Linked DNA regions of Sus scrofa: regions 1 and 3 are each linked to region 2. A link is a contact called in public HiChIP or PLAC-seq data. All regions are on one chromosome and are shown on one strand. Each heading gives the region's core, a stretch centred on a gene start, on an enhancer-like site or on the middle of the called end of the contact. The rest is flanking DNA. Distances are from core to core; before and after follow the strand shown.

Region 1 (3,667 bases), core at 1,135-3,634, 570 kb after region 2:
ATGACCAGATATTAAGACTCACCCCAAAGTCATCATATTAAAACTAGAGAGGTATGATCACAAGAACTGACAGACCAAGGGCATAAAGAACTCAGGGGCGGAGCTCACACATGCAAACCTAGCACACACTACAGCCGCTATCACAGGTCACAGAGGGGGAGAAATGGCCGTTTCCAAGATGTTATTGGGAAAACCGGCTTTCCACGTGGATAAAAATAAAGCTGAATCTTCATGAAACACCATATATGGTGGTAGGTATCAGATGGATTCGAAACCTACCTGTGAAAGACAAAAATCATGAAGCCAACCAAAGAAAATGTGGGTGCAGAGCTTTGTGCCATGGGTCAGACCAAGAGGCCTTCTTTAAAACACAGCTCGACGATCATAAACCAGCGGGGAAATGTTTTCGAAGATTAAAAAGGCTTTATGATCAAGGGAGGAAGAGGTCACATATACTATTGTCAGATGGCAACACGGAAACATCTATTTAAAATAGCTGCAACTAACAAGGAATGAATCCTAGAGCACAAGGAACTTTACAAATCGGCAATGAAGAAGAGGTAACAGGCAATAGCAAAATGGGCAAAGGACACAAAGAGGCAGAAAATAGAAGCGGACACCCAGTAAACAGGCCTATGAAGAGATATTTAAACTCACTGATTATCAGAGAACTACAAATCAAGACAAGGATGAGCTATCCTTTTCTACCTACTAGACTGGCAAAAAAAAAAAAAGAGAGAGAGTTGGATAATGGCCAGAGTTAGCAGGAAGGGGGAACTCTTCCCGTGGGGCTGGAGGCCCCGGAGAGACGGCTCTAGGTCACGACCTGAGCACCTTCCCTCCAACGAAGCGGACACTACTCTCCTCCAGGGTAAACCCCGACAATACCGCAGCGACATCTGCGCCCATGCCCCCTCTGTGAGAACCTCCAGGGAAACACAACAAGGACTACAACCATTTACACGACAGAAAACCCCAGGTAGGACAGAATAATGTAAATCAACGATAATCAAAGAATTAACAAAACAAAACAAAAACAAAAACAAAAACCCACACAGGTAGGAGTTCCTGTTGTGGATCACGGGTTAAGAATCCATGTCTGTGAGGATGTGGGGTCAATCCCTGGCCTTGCTCAGTGGGTTAAGGAGCTGGCATTGCCGTGAGCTGTGGGGTAGGTCGCAGATGTGGCTTGGATTCGGTGTGGCTGTGGCTGTGGTGTAGGCTGGAAGCTGCAGCTCCGATTCAGACCCCTAGCCTAGGAACTTCCATATGCTGCAGGTGCAGCCATGAACAAAATGAAACAAACAAACAAACAACAACAACAACAACAAAACACCCCACAAGTACATGAAAGACATGAATTGGCAAGAGTACACGTTAAAAGTACACAATAGAACGGTGGACTGCGGGAGGACAGGAATAGGAGTTGGGAAAAGAACTAAAAGAGAAGTGAGTGAGTGACTTAAGGAGGAGCCTGTGAGGATCCCGTGCCACAAGCCAGGGAGCAAGACTAATTCTCTCTCTCTGGACCCGAGATCCAAAGAGAAGAGAGAAGAAAGCAAAGGGGAGAAAAGTCTCTGCAAAGAAATGTGCATGCATTTATCTGCTGTCATCCCCTCCTTGGCAACTGGGCCATTTGGAAAACACCAGCAGCTGCCAGCCATTAATTATGGCCCTGCCTGACATCCCACAGGCACTGTATGCCCTGAGAGAAACTTCAAGATAAAAGCAACAAATTCAGAACTGTCCCCGAAGGAATTCCCTCCTGCTACCTGTCACTTCAAAATATGCTGGTTCTGTGGTGAAATGCTGGCATTTGAGTTCTCACCAAACCATTTTCCAGAAAGGAAAAGGCCCAACATTTGGAATCTGGCTCTTAAAAGGTAACAGCACAGCATCCCACGTTTAAATTCATATCCTATAGACTTCTTACCTTTAAGTGTTTCAATTGCCTCATACACAGCTGCAAAACCACCAGAGCCTGGGCAACAGCGCCACCTGTGGCGGAGGAGCGCCACTGCGTGGGGTGCGGTGAAACTCACGTCACCTCGGCAGGAATTGGAAAGGGAACGGGCTTGGCAGCAGAGGGGAAACGAAGCTAAGGCTCGTGTGATGTCAAAAGAAGTCCTAACCCTAACCCTAACCGGAGCACTTCTCTGGTGTAGCCAGCTTGGAAATCAGTGAACAGAGCAGTTTCTAGAACAAGAGCACCCTAGAAAAATAATTTTTCTAAACTACTCCTGGAAAAGTGACCGGTATGTTTAACCCATCTGTCCTCTCCCGCTTCCCATATGAAAAGGTGAGCAGCTGAAGAATCAGTAGAGACTCAAGGCAGCCAACTCTGTCCCCTGTGAATAACAATGGCAAGAGCCACATGCTGCACGCGCCTTGTTTCCACAAACGGAACCTTCTGTGTTGTTCTTTTCCTAGGGAGGTAGAATATCCCTGTGGTTAACAGCAGAGTTAAATTAGAGCCAGGCAGAACTCAGATTAAATCACATCTCCTGCATTGACCAATCTCAATTTCCTAATCTACAAAGTAGGTCAAAAGCACCTCGCAGAGCAGTGCAAAAGCATCAGAGGAGCTAATGTGCATAAAAACCCTGAAACACAGTGAGGAGCCGGTAAGCGCTATCCATGAACAGCTATTATTGTAAAATACACTCGCTGTTGACAATGCAAAGCATAGAGAAATATTTCAAGGTGAAGGTCGGTGTCTCCCAGCAATCTACCCCCTGTGCTGATTAAGACTTTGACGAGGAAGCGTCTCCAGGACTGTGCCTCTCAATGTCTCTAGACAAGGCAAGTCATTTATTTTTATCCACACATGGTTCCACCACCTGAGTTTTAAAAACGTAAGGGAACAATATACGGAGGGCACCGTTTTGGCAAATATACCAAGATCTCGCCTGTTCTTTTTAGAGGGTCCATAGTGCTCTCTGCTATTTGTCATCAGTGTCTTATTAACCATTTAGACTGTCTCCGATTCTTTGCTATCGTGACCGATGCGCCAATGAACTTCTTTACAGAAATGTCTTTGCATTCCCATCTATCCGTCAGGACAAACTGCTGGGTCAAAGGATATTTACTTTTGAAAGGCTTTTAATACATAGTCCCCAGATACTTAATACATATTACGATATGGTAAAACCAGCTGGCATGCCCACCAGCAGAAGCACGGTCATCTTTTAAATCTACCGGTATGTATCTCAAGGAGGGAGAAGCAGATTCATAACGTCAAAAGTTACAGGCAAGGAGTTCCCGTCGTGGCACAGTGGTTAACGAATCTGACTAGGAACCATGAGGTTTCAGGTTCGATCCCTGGCCTTGCTCAGTGGGTTAAGGATCCAGCATTGCCGTGAGCTGTGGTGTAGGTGGCAGACGCGGCTCGGATCAGCGTTGCTGTGGCTCTGGTGTAGGTCGGCAGCTACAGCTCCTATTAGACCTCTAGCCTGGGAACCTCCATATGCCGCGGGAGCGGCCCTAGAAAAGGCAAAAAAAAAGTTACAGGCAAGCTTCAGGTCTGGGCAGGGGGTCTCCTTCGATGTGTCCCTGCCCCTCCCAGTTCCTAGGTCCTTTATTATAGAAATGTGTCCCAGAGCAGGGCAGGGCGTGGGCCTCTGTCCTCTCTTGTCCTGGTGGGTCCCGTGATGTCCCTTCTGTAATT
Region 2 (3,716 bases), core at 593-3,092:
CTTGTTTTTTTTAGAGGAATAACACCTAGGAGATATTCCAAAATCCAAAAATATAGATATTATTTATAAGGGCTACATGATATCTCATTGTACGGAAATTCTGTAATGCATTAAACAAATCCCCTAGGATTTAGGTTGTTTTTAGTTCTCTAGAATTACAATCAATGCAGCAATGTCTTCCCCGTGTATCTTTGAGTACTTGTGTGAGTCTCTTTGCAGTATAAATCCTTAAATTATAATTGCCAGGGCCTATGATTTAGGCATTTTATGGGTCAATAAATATTACTTAGTTGGCTCGCCTTTCATGAGTCTTTGAAGAAAGGACTTTCATGAGTCCCGTAAGCAGGGCCAGAAAAGGTGTGGACTAGTGAGTCAGACGAAGCACCTAACACTGAAGTGTGAAAGGGAGCATGGTTTTGTGTGACAGAGGCCAAAAGATGCTCGATTCCTCCTCACCTGCCATAACCAAGGTCACTGAGTTCTTAATGGACCATACTGAGTTGCCATGATACAGATTCAGATTCACCCGTATCCCGCCTGATGGATTGAGATGTGACACCTAAAGCCCAGATTGTCGTGGTTGAGAAACACGAACTCAGCAGATCCTTGGAGAAGAGAACTCCCCCTCTAAGCCACTACCTATTTCCAATAGTGCTGAACAAGAGAGGAATGACAGCATTCTCCGCTATCTCAAGATTTATATGGCGCTCAGTGGTTTATAAAGCACATTTTAGTCTTTATAGGACTCTGGAGTAGCTATGACTGTAATACGCATTTTACAGACAATGAAACAAAAGACCAAAAATATTTGGTGACTTTCCCTCAATAATAGAACCAGTCAGTTTTAGAGTCTGAATTCAACCCAAGGGCTTCTGATGACAAAACAGGCTACATTTAAGCTGCACCACTTAACTGAAATAGCTGCTTTTGACCCCCTAAACAAACCGTTTGTTTGTAGCTAGTTCAAGGCATTTGTTAAAGGATAATTAGCTTTTCAATTAGGCATTTGGGAGCCATGGAAACACAGCTCCAGGGATTCAGCAGGGACCTTTTAGGATTTGAATCTCAAGGTTTCCCTCTCAGGTTATTGGGTCAAAACCTACCACATGTTAGAAAAGATTGAAATCCACTTAGCAGAGAGTTTATTGAGCATGAGCTCTTAGGAAAGAGATGACTAAATACTTCTGATAATTAGTCAAAAAGTCCTAAATTAGCAAAGCTTTCTGAGAAATTTTGACATGTTAGGAAACTCTTAGAATTATCAAACTGGTTTTCTGCAGCCTCACTGTCTCCCTGCACACACACACACATACACACACACACACACACACACACAAAAGCTACCAAAGGTCATTCTTAAATTTCCTTGCGGTTTGAGTTCCATTGCCAAATCAACAGCAGAAAATGTTGGCGCACAAGGGCACACCACTCTCTGTGTCCGGTTGCCGTGGGTCCCTGTTGGGAAAGACAGTTCCCTCAAGTGCCTGGGGCTTTGCCTTGCAATCAGGAGTGTTAAAAATAGATGTGTACACGCAGGGGAACAACCATGGGAAGTGGGTTTTTGGCATTTCCTTTGGTCATATGTGCATCTGTTACCCGCCAACTGATTTCTAGAATGTGATTACGGATAGCTTACAGTAACAATTTCTATACCAAATACCTAACTAATAAAAACATGTGACTCTTCAGGGGTACAGAAGCCAAGTCCAGTGACAAACGGAGAAGGCAATCCAGCTGATTCAGACCTTGGACTAAACAAATCAGCATAAATTATGGGCTGAAATATTCATGGTGTTGACCTCCTTCCCTTCTGTGATTCATAATTTCAGTGCTTCCCATCAATGATCTCATTCAGAACTGCAGATTGAAGTACCATCACATGCTGATGACCACAGCTCCCCTAGCGCTAGACCTCTCCACCGAGCTCCAATCTTGCGTAGCCAACATCTCCAAATGACCAGCATATGAGTGCCTGAGACTGGAACAAAGCAAAACTTTGTGGAAGTTTCCCCCAAATGAGTAAATGGCACCATCATTCACCCAGTTGCCCAAACCACCCTTAGGAATCAGCATTGATTCCACTTTTTCCCTGTCTGTTTCACCAGCAGGGACCTCCATCTTCCCCTGACCACAGCTGCTTTTCTAGTCCACACCTTCTCCATTTCTCCCCTGCACCACCAAAACATGCTTGCTTTTGCTGCCCATTCTCAGCAACCCACCCTGCTGCTGGCGCCCCTGCTAAATTCCCCCCTGCTAAACCCTCCACAGTCTTCCCATCACACTCATGATGAGGTATGGATGCCTTATCCTACAGGATCCAGGGCCGCCCCACCTGTCTGACTGATGTCCTTCTATCCCATGGACACTCCATATGCTCCTGTGTTACTGTCTCCATTCCTCAAACATATGAAGCTCATCCCTTCAAGCCTTTCCCTCCTCCTCTTCCTGGAATGCTCTCCACTCAGATCCTCACAGGATTGGTTCCTGTTGTCACTGGGGTCTCAGTTCATCCTCCAGACCTCCCCTGAGCACCCAGTTCTGTGTGACCCCTTCCACCCCTCAGCCACGAGCACACGTATCACCTCGCCGTCTTTTATTTTCCACTTGGTTCCCATCACTCCCCGGTATTATATTTTATACTTTTTCATGTTAGCACTCCTCCATTAGAAGGTGAATGAATTCTCTGAGGATCAGCACCTTGTCTAACTTCTCACTGCGTTCCCAAAGCCTGGCCAAGTTGAATGAATCCTTGCCTGATTGGGTTGATGGGGCCAAAGGCTGGTGTCATGGTTAACCCAGATGGAGCAAGGCAGCATTACTCCCAATGATAAGTGTCATTGTGTGTGCAGCCTCTGCCTCATGTAGGAATTTCTTCTGGAGGAGAAATGAAGGTTCCAGCCAGGACCACCTAACTCGGTGGGGGCAGTTTGTCACAAACTGAATCCTGCTTCATGTTCCCAGATACAAAGAGAACCAGAAAGTTTGTGACAGATTCATGTTTTCATTTACTCTGCAAATATTTATTGAGAGTATACTACATGGAGAAACTGGCGTAGTGACTGCTCAGTGGTGGAGGAGACGGAAGTAGTCTCTGGTTTCGTAGAACTCATAGTCTAGTGGGGGAGACATGGTTAACGATTAACTACACAAATAAATGGTGGGTTATTTTGTGATGGGAGCTAGGAGGAAAGCACAGGAGGCTATGTCAGGGAGACCTCTGTGCCAAAGATATTCAGATAAAGGGTCTCTGAGAAACCATCACACAAGGTCGGCACTGAGGCAGGCTGGCAGAAGGAAGCACCACCACCAGGCCAATCCTGCCTTGCTCCCCTTCTCTTTCCCTCCACTGTCATTCCATTTACTAGAAAGGAGGCACACGCAGCACAAGGCTGGGTGACCCTACTGCCTCCAACCATTGGTCTTGAGCCAGCTGATCAGTGATGTGCTCACCTTTGGTCCTTCCTCCTACTCACGAAAAATCAGGATGTAGCCAAGAGCTCACCTGGGCAGGAACAGTACCACATGACTGCCAGCACTGGGACTTCATCAGCATGCTCGATGGCTGGCACCGAGAGCTTTGTGTGTACCAGCCGGCATTCTAAGCATTTCCTCTCCCGATGGCCTTCTGTCTTCACTGCTCTTGTGGTAACTACAAGCATGCATTCCCTTTACAGATGAGAAAACTGATATACAGAGAATTGAAGTAACTTACCCCA
Region 3 (3,697 bases), core at 95-2,594, 630 kb after region 2:
ATCCGCTGAGCGCTTTCCTGCGCCAACTGCTGTGCTAGAAACTGGGGAAACCACAGCAAACAAAGCAAATTTCTATGAACTTGGCACATTCTCCTCTTGGTATCCTCACTGTCCATCAAAGGAACCGACAGACAGTCCATAAGTGGGTGCCCCATGCAGAAACAATGCTGAAGACCTGAATCAACACCGCAGTGTGTTATCAAGTCTCAAAGCTCAAGCGAAAATCTGGTTATCCCCGTGACCGGTTCATCAACTCTCCCGCCGAAAACGATTTCACCTGACCTCCTCCTTTCTCCCAACCTGTAGCTCAGGCTCCTCAATCAACAATTATCTGATTTCATGAGAAGTTGTTCTTCTAAAGAACACTTAACCCGAGGGAACAAGGACAAAAGTGAGTATTATTAAATTTCTTCTAAGACTTGAACACACTGGTGTAATTATCATGTGTAGGGTTATGAATTCTGCCTCTATAAACACATGGAAAGCCCGGGTGGCTTAGAGGTTAAGGACGCGGCGTTGTCACGACCGTGACTCGGGTTTGATCCCTGGGCCGGGAACTGCTGGATGCCATCGAAAAGATAAACAGACATCAACTAAATAAATAATTAAAAAATAAATACGAACACTCACATGAGTCAAAGACGAAGCCTGCAACCAGCTTCTTGACCCAGCAGAAGACAAAGAAACACAAATTACACAGATGTGTCATCCACTTCCCAGCAGTCCTGGCTGCGGGGTGTCGGCTCAGATGCTGCACTCCCACTTTTTTTTTTTTTTTTGTCTTTTGTCTTTTTAGGGCCATACCTGCAGCATATGGAGGTTCCCAGGTTAGGCGTCTAATCGGAGCTGTTGCTGCCGGCCTATGCCAGAGCCACAGCAATGCCAGATCTGAGCCGCATCTGCAACCTACACCACAGCTCACGGCAACACCAGATCCTTAACCCACTGAGCGAGGCCAGAGATCGAATCAGCTACCTCCTGGTTCCTAGTCAGATTCGTTTCCGCTGCGCCACGACGGGAACTCCCTGCACTCTCACTTTCAGAGGCTGCATCAGTTCACACATTGTGACACTACAGAAACCTTTCGCAAAGTGAGCAGAAGGATCCTTCCAAGCCACCCTCCCCTCATAAGGCCGTGAGGGCTGCATCGCCACACAGGAGCTTGGCAATTTCACCCCACACCTTCTGAACCACCCGTACTCCTTTGATCGCTTATTTCACTAAGAAAGGAAAATGCCAGCATCACGGTTCTGTGGTGAGCTGAGCTGAGCAGACAGCTGGGACGACAAACTGCCAGGCCTGGAAGTAGCAAATGGAAGTAAAGATTGCTTCATGCTCCTCCAGCTCACAGCGTGAAAGTTCAGACAAACTGCTCAATGAAATCACATTTTCCACACTCGTAAAAGCAGTCCCTGCCCTGCGCCTCGGTGAGCTCTGGCAAACTGACCAAAGAAACTGCGCTCAAATGAGCCAAGTCGTTTAGAACCGGAGCTAGAAAGAGAATCCAGGTAACCCAGCATCCGCCCCTCCTCTGCAGAAAGAACTTTTTTTTTTTTTTTTGGTCTTTTTAGGGCTACACCCAAAGCACATGGAGGTTCCCAGACTAGGGGTCTAATCAGAGCTGTAGCTACCAGCCTACACCACAGCCACAGCCACGCCAGATCTGAGCCTCAACTGCATCCTACATCACAGCTCACGGCAACGCCAGATCCTTAACCTACTGAGTGAGGCCAGGGATCGAACCTGCATCCCCACGGATCCTAGTGGGGTTCGCTTCTGCGGAGCCACGACAGGAACTCCGAAAGAACTAACTTTTTATAAGCAAGTCACCTTGCAGAGGTCTTGTGCTTAATAAGCCCTTTACACATAGGCTGGTCCTTACAAAACAGTCTTAAAGAAAGTCACTATTATTATCCTCGTTTTGCAGGCAAAGAAGCATGCTCAGAGGGCCTAAGTCATTTCTGAGTGGTGAGACCTAGTAGTGCTGAGTAGGGATCTACACTCGGGCTGCCTGAGCCCACAATGATAAACCCCGTGACACTCTGCCTCTGACCATGGGACCTCGGCTGAACCCTCATCCATCCCTTACACGCAGAATCTAAAACAGGGCACCAAGGAACCTAACTACAAAAGAGAAACAGACTCACATGGAGAACAGACTTGTGGTTACCAAGGTGGATGGGGAAGGAGCGGGATGGGCTGGGAGGTGGGGCTCAGTAGATACAAACTATCACATCAAGCGTGGATAAGCAATGAGGTCCTGCCCTACAGCGCAGGGAGCCATAACCCATCTCTTCGGATAGACCATGATGGATGATAATATAGGCAAGGGAATGTGTATATATATATATATATGTGTGTGTGTGTGTATGACTGGGTCACTTTGCTGCACAGCAGAAACTGGCAGAACTCTATAAATCAACTGTAATTTTTTAAAAAGTCATCGACATTATTTTTTCCTTTAAAAAAGAGCTCGCATTTTCAGAAACCAGGTGCAAAACATAAGATGCAATGCAACTGCCCATTTGTTCCATGAGTTCTTAAGGAATGCGGGGGCTCCAACTAGGGCTTAGCCGAGAAGGTGAAAGATGCGAGTTCAGCCTCAAAGTCCACAGGACTGAAACAAAAGACTTCCAAGTGGAGACGAGCAGCAGGAAGCCACGCCGCCTCACCCTCTCACTGGAGGGGTGTTTTCTTCCCCAGTCTGCCCTCTTTTCCCTTCTTCCGCTTGCAGGAGCCCCAGCAGAGGAGTCCCACTCAAAAGGGAGGGTAGATGGCATATGCAACTACGGCTTGCAAATAATTCAGCCGTGTGTGGGCTGCAGTAAAAACATCACAGAGCTGGAAGCCAGGAGATCTGGATTATCGACCCAAGATCAACCACAGACTGGCCTTTTCAGGCTGCATTCCATCTTAGATAAATAAGGGTGTGACACTGGACTGGGTGTGGGCTCCTTTCTGCTCCACAGCTAGGATGTTGAGCCACAGGAAATCGCCAAAATCCAGCCCGTTCTGACTTACGCAAGTGGCAATTTCATGGTTTCAAACTAATTCGTGTATTTACACCTCATCTCTGAGGCCATACCACCTGTTTCTTCTCCTCCTAATCTAACTCCACATAATTCTGGCGTCTGCCAACCTTCAAACTTTCTGGCTGTCAAAAGAGATTCAAGTACTGGCTCGAGGTGTAGAAATACTTGACGAGAGAATCCTTGAATGTGGATGAAGCCTAATACCTCTAAAATAAGGAGGTAAGAGAAGCAAATCCAGACAAACACCCCTAATTACAGCTATGGGAATACAGAGGAACACAGTTTAAAGAGGAGGGTGAGCCTGGAGTTCCCCGGTGGCCTAGCGGTTAAGGACTTGGCATTGTCCCCGCTGTGGCTCAGGTTTTTATCCCTGGCATGGGAACTTCTGTATACCATGGGCGCAGCCAAAAAAAAGATTAGGGTCGTTCCGGTTCTGGGACTTCAAGTTACCATATGAGTCCCATTAACTTGTTAAGTCACTAGCAGGGAGGAAGAACGAGAAAGGCATCAGGCTGGGGGTGCAGGTGTTGGTAATGATTCTGGACTTGCTGCTGCTAATCAGCTTGCTTTCGGTGAACATGCTCTGAGCGATACACAAAGACACAAGGAGGGAGAACCTTAGTTACAAGGACCTGAGAAAAAGGAAATTCGCTGTTTCTAAAATT

What was found. HiChIP or PLAC-seq counts read pairs in DNA pulled down with a chosen protein or histone mark.
Region 1: a contact with region 2 is called in an H3K27ac HiChIP or PLAC-seq map of alveolar macrophages. The contact joins two enhancer-like sites. A contact is called at or near these places in 1 of 47 Hi-C or Micro-C datasets (epiblast stem cells) and 1 of 2 datasets of contacts at active chromatin or transcription factors (alveolar macrophages).
Region 3: a contact with region 2 is called in an H3K27ac HiChIP or PLAC-seq map of alveolar macrophages. The contact joins two enhancer-like sites. A contact is called at or near these places in 2 of 2 datasets of contacts at active chromatin or transcription factors (alveolar macrophages and skeletal muscle).

The regions. Positions count from the first base shown.
Region 1 is chr2:144,569,193-144,572,859 of Sscrofa11.1, reverse strand. All of the region lies in intron 12 of ARHGAP26 (rho GTPase-activating protein 26), which reads right to left. Among named protein-coding and RNA genes, the nearest start is that of ARHGAP26, 270 kb to the right of the region's middle. Within about 2 kb of position 2,384, at least 14 of the 83 cell types and tissues checked have an H3K27ac peak or open chromatin away from gene starts, as enhancers often do. A contact at or near this core is called in alveolar macrophages, where this site is marked.
Region 2 is chr2:145,142,942-145,146,657 of Sscrofa11.1, reverse strand. No RefSeq gene overlaps it. Among named protein-coding and RNA genes, the nearest start is that of NR3C1, 220 kb to the right of the region's middle. Within about 2 kb of position 1,842, at least 13 of the 83 cell types and tissues checked have an H3K27ac peak or open chromatin away from gene starts, as enhancers often do. A contact at or near this core is called in alveolar macrophages, where this site is marked.
Region 3 is chr2:144,508,573-144,512,269 of Sscrofa11.1, reverse strand. All of the region lies in intron 11 of ARHGAP26 (rho GTPase-activating protein 26), which reads right to left. Among named protein-coding and RNA genes, the nearest start is that of ARHGAP26, 210 kb to the right of the region's middle. Within about 2 kb of position 1,344, at least 7 of the 83 cell types and tissues checked have an H3K27ac peak or open chromatin away from gene starts, as enhancers often do. A contact at or near this core is called in alveolar macrophages, where this site is marked.